Linked DNA regions of Nothobranchius furzeri: region 2 is linked to region 1. A link is a contact called in public Micro-C data. All regions are on one chromosome and are shown on one strand. The core of a region is the stretch at or near the end of the contact, and the rest is flanking DNA. Distances in the headings are between cores, read along the strand shown.

Region 1 (2,698 bases), core at 129-2,628:
ACCTTCTCCTGGATTCTGATTGGGTAGCGTGGTTGTTTGTTTGACCAACGATTGGTTGCCGAGTTACTTCTCTGACTGTAAGTGATGCACGGTGACTAAGTTATTTTCTTGTGATTTATAACAATGACTAGAGATATTTTACCCAACTTATCAATTTGAGTCAACGTGTAAGACTCAAAATGAAAGACTGTAGTCTCAGTTTCGCCTTAGAAAAACACTGTTAGATGTATTTATCAAACCGGCATGACTTTGCACTTTAGCGACTGGCGAACAATCCCGTCGATCTTGTTCAACAGAAACCAGTAAAGATGTTAGGTAGTCGTTGTAATAACAAACGGGTTACATAAAGATCTACAGATCTTGTAATTTTGACACGTAAACGGAGTTATTTGCAGCAAGAGGCAGGGCTAAGTACATTGTGTACTCTCATTATAGTTGAATTTACATGTTCAGAGCGGTAGGACCCAAAGTGACAACAGTCTTAATTTAATTTTAATACCAAAACCATTCATTTAAAATGTGCTTTCCCCCTATTTATCATAATTACAGAGCACAAAGTGTCCAACCCCTGATTTTGATGCCAAACAGAATGTCAACACAGCTGCATGACAATGAACATTTTGTTTTTTTTCATGATTGAAACAAATGATAAAATAAGCCAAATGGCCTTTTTGTTATCACTTTATCTTATGATCATAGAGATCATGTGATGTTTTTCTTATTTAAAAGTCCATTCATCAACTCTGTTAAATTACAATAAATTAATCAAAGATAACACTGATTAAAAGGTACTGTAAGTTATATAAAAGCTTCTAGATTTCTGATTTGAGGCTAAGTATAGAAAAAAAAGAACTTGAAGCCTCATCTGTAACCACTTTTAGCTCAAACCAAATAAAATCATGAGCAGAACCTCAGATGGGAGTCTATTTTGGTGATCTCTATCACAGAGCTCTATCTGGGTCACAGTATTCCCTCACCCCATCCGTTGAACTCATGGTCATAAGACACCAAACCCGTAATCCATTGCTTTACAACATCAAGTTAGTTGATCTGCCTCTAAAGAATGTGTTTGTGCAAGTCTGCTGTACTCTGCCCGGCCCCTTGCTGGGAATTATATCACCCTGTCTGAAAGAGTTTCAGGAAAACAACTGCTCAAGCAGGAAATAGTTCTTGCTCGGGTCACATGAGCATGTGCATGGGTCTAGCAAAGTACTTGAGAGGTTGAAACAATTATTAAATTGAGTGTTCACAACTTACAAATTAAACAAAGTATATTCTTTTCAAGGTTAATGATTCTGTTATCACAGATGGACTTTGATCAGGTTTATTGAGTTTAGTAGGTGACTAGAAATCTCTGTGAGCCACCCAATTCCACGTCAACAGGCTTTGCAACCAACACGTCACGTAGGTTTCAGCTGCACTCAGCTTAATTATTAGGTAAATATTTAGCAGTTGTTTTACTTGACATGCTTCAGGGCTTCTAAAAAGATCCATTTGAATAGATGGGATTTTTCATTTCTTTTTTACTGCTTTTATGTGCAGAATGGAGCTTGTGAAACATTCAGGCGGCTGCCACTGTGGTGCTGTCAGATTTGAAGTCTGGAGCTCTCCTGACCTTCATGTTTTTCATTGCAAGTGCGTATTTATAAGTCAAAAGTATATTTAAAATATCTTTATTAGTGCTCCTTAATTGATGTTTTAAACAAATAATAAAATCTATGTATTCATTCTCATAGTTGTAGCATCTGCACCAAAAAACAAAACCACCATTTCATTGTCCCAAAAAATCACTTCACACTCCTGCAGGTAAGAAAATCTGCCTCACAATTGATATTTATTTTAAAAAACGGACTAATTAATTATTTTCTTTTCTCAGGGGTTGGAAAACTTGACTACCTACACCTTTAACACACATGTGGCTAAACACACCTTCTGTAGGACTTGTGGAGTTCAGAGTTTCTACACACCGCGGTCTAACCCTGATGGATATGGTGAGAAGTCTAGTTTCTGACAAGACACCAACACTGGTCTCAAGCTCTGATGTTGTACTGTATATTAGCTTGTTTGCTTTGAGTGACCTTTTTGTCAGTGTTTATTTAAAACAGATATGTGCCACAGGCCAATATTAATCACTTGCAAAATGCTCAGAATGCAACTTATCGCCTTCTGACAGAGACAAGGATGTATGAACATATTACTCCTGTGCTGTGTCTGAACCCGAACCAAATCAGCCCGATCAGTTCTGTTGGATTCGGGCCGTGAATTATGTTATTTGAGCGGGTTGTCACGCGGCGCGCTCCACTTGCTCGATCAGCGACTGAGGGAGACAGAGAGGATTGGAGGATGCTCTTCCAAACACGCATTATTATTTTCATAAGTTCATTAATATTTCTCCTGGAAGCTTATTTGTGAGTGGCCCTCGGACCATTATAATTGAGGACCCCTGCTTTAAAGGTTAGGACAGCTGAGACAATGACCCTATTAATGGGTTTAAAAATGTGTTTGTTTTCTCTGGCATTTAGTACTATCCAGTAGGTTGCAAGTTTGAATGCTGTTTTCTTGTATTTCAGTCTGTTTTTAAGTAACACCTTACAATAAGGGTCCCTTTATTAACATTACTTAGTGCATTATTAAGCATTAATAAACTATTAAATAATGTATTAACAACTGCTTAACCATATTAGGTAATGCATTACTA
Region 2 (2,698 bases), core at 93-2,592, 78 kb after region 1:
TAGTCTTTGCTTGTGTCTAAAGGAAGCTGAATGTTTGGATCAGCAAATAATAGTTGGCATCAATTTAGTGATGTCCTTGTACTTTTTGGAGATGAATGGGATTTGTAGGATTATAAAATGTGTTCCATCCAAAATTCCCTCAGGAAAGACGTTTCTGCTTTTTGATTTTCCAGTCATATCTGCAAGATGATTTAATTGTTTTATACTTTAATTGTAACAAAAAAGGCTTGAAATATCTGGCTTTGCTTGTAATGAGTAGGGCTGTGTTGGAAAAAAAAATCGATCATCCGATTCTGAATTGATTCTCATAAATATTCAGGAGGATCGATCCATACGGCACCAAAGTCGCTTAATTGCAACAAGTGTTATTGCTGACTTTAATGAGCCACAGCTGCAAATATGATCCCTCATGAAGTTTCTACTTTACACCAGAAGATAGTGGAGATGTTTATCTTCAGTAGTCTAAGCAACATTTGTGGGTCTGTTTGTATTAAAAGTTTCTGAGTTTAAGAGTTTGAAAACCGCCTCCTTGTCTTGAATGAGGCCAATATAAATATCAAATTGTGTGTGTGCGTGTGCGTGCGTGTGTGTGCGCGTGTGTGTGTGTGTGTGTGTGTGTGTGTGTGTGCAGCTACAACTTTTGGATAAAATCTTAATGTGTTATTTTTAATAATGCCCTAGCTTCGTGTTCCAATAACAGTCCATTGCTGCAGTTATTGACACCTCTTACTTCCTCTGTTAACTGCCCTGGATTTGTTTGCTAATTCCGCCTGACGGCGTCTTTGTGAAAAGAAAAATTCTGAGAGAAGGATTGGGCCATGCAGCCATTTTAAATTGCCAATATTTCATGAATTTGTCGAATTGAATGAAATCTTATCGCAATAGTCGATTCTAATTTTTGAGAATTGGAATCGAATCAATTCTTTAAATTTGAATTGACACCCAGCTCTAGTAATGAGTCTATCTCAATATGAGTCTTTTCTCTGAACAGAAGCAGTTTAGGAAGTTATCAGGTGTGGTTATTTAAAACTTTTACACAGAAATTCTCAGGATGGCAGAAATATGTGTCCCATAAAGCTGTTTATTTTACAGGTAGTTATGAAATAATCAGTCATTTTTGCCTCTCCTATCTATTTTTGACTTTTCAGTTGATTATCTTGCATTACATCCCATATTTTGTTCTCTGCAAAGGTAAAGAGCCGAATGACTCTCGGTTGTCTTCCTGAAACAGCGCTGTATAAATTTATAATAGAGGGGCTTGTTTTCTCTTCCACCCCCTCATGAGCCGGCAGGATGATGACGTCCATGCCTGCTGGAAGAACTCGTACAGCCGTTTGCATTTTTGATTTTGTAGAGTGCAGCGCTTGAGGCTGCGGGGAGGTTACTGTTACTGTGTGTGCGTGCGCGCGCGCGTGTGGGTGCGTGCGTGCATGTGTGTGTGTGTTTGTGTGTGTGTGTGTGTGTGGTTTGTTATGATCCATTTTATCTACTCAGCTTTCCCAGGGTACATTAAAGCAGACAGAACACACGGGCCAGAGTTGCCCCGCTCTGAACAGGGAGGCCATTAACTGTAGACTTCACCACTTAGAAGACTGAAGCTGAATATTTCATTTTGTAGTCTTCGATGTGAAATGAATATAATTGAAAAGTGGTGTTTTCGAGTTCAAGAGTTCAAGCAGCAAAAGAGTTTTACCGGACTGGGTTGGGAGATTTTATATTTGCTCTCGAAGGAAATATTTCATTGTTTTATTCTTTACTCTCATTTCCCCACCAGTCCTCCACCCTGCTCCCAACCAGCTGGTTCAGGGTGTAAATGATGGAGTCCGCGTGACGTTCAGCAGACCCAGCCGACCTCCCAACATTCCCTCTCCTCCTCCACTCATTCCAACCGCCAAGCCCACAGACAAGCCTTCCTTCATCCATGGAGGCTCCATCTCTCTGGTGAGCCGCTCTTCAGGAGGATCTCTTGTAGCTATTATCAACCTCTTACAAACATGGACAAATTTAATTTGTTAATCATTTTCATGTGGGATGTTAAAATGAGCAGATTTGCATTTGTTCTCATCAGCATAACCCGCTCGAACCTACAGTATTATTTGGCACTGTCTAACAAATGCTGTGTTGTTAAACGTGCATTCTTGACATGATCTAGCTTGGACCATGGCATTACATGCAAAAGATGATTGATCTGCATCACTTGACACCACTCAATTGTTCTCATAACTACAGCGACCTGAACATGAGACGAGTTCTTTGTCCTGTATTTTTTTTTTTTTTTTTTTTTCAGGGAACTCCTGGCACATATTTGCCCTCCCATGCTGTCTACGGACCAGAGGGGACTAAGAGCTCAGTGGGCTCCATCTCTTTGGGTCTACCTCGGCAGATGGATCCCAACAAGCCTGGTAGGGTGTCAGATAATCACGTGACAAATTTGTTTCTCTGCTGCTCAATTCAAACCAAAATAACAGCTTTCAGACCCATGAGTGAAAATATTGGACTGGCATGAGGGAGGCGTTTTAAGGAGCACATGGTTTACTCAGCACCACTAAATGAGCATTCAAAAGTATTTTATTGGTTTATTAAATTGTGAATTTTGATATACTAGCTCAATTATTATGGCAATTCTCCTCTCCAGTAGTTTTAAGAAGAAATAGCAGTTGAATAACCTAATCTTCTTTTACTGTGGAGCAAAAAGTAT

What was found. Hi-C and Micro-C count contacts between places; a contact is called where the count stands out from the background.
Region 2: a contact with region 1 is called in a Micro-C map of tail fin, with 5 times the contacts expected there. The contact joins the enhancer-like site here to the promoter of cenpv in region 1.

Annotation. Positions count from the first base shown.
Region 1 is chr10:52,621,072-52,623,769 of NfurGRZ-RIMD1, forward strand. cenpv (centromere protein V) reads left to right here and starts at 1,379. Exons shown (of 5, transcript XM_070555754.1): 1 at 1,379-1,404; 2 at 1,543-1,635; 3 at 1,737-1,806; 4 at 1,877-1,991. The coding sequence starts at 1,544.
Region 2 is chr10:52,698,704-52,701,401 of NfurGRZ-RIMD1, forward strand. ncor1 (nuclear receptor corepressor 1) reads left to right here. Exons shown (of 45, transcript XM_054730666.2): 23 at 1,775-1,941; 24 at 2,288-2,402. Among protein-coding and RNA genes, the nearest start is that of zswim7, 22 kb to the right of the region's middle. Within about 2 kb of position 1,343, at least 1 of the 3 cell types and tissues checked has an H3K27ac peak or open chromatin away from gene starts, as enhancers often do. A contact at or near this core is called in tail fin, where this site is marked.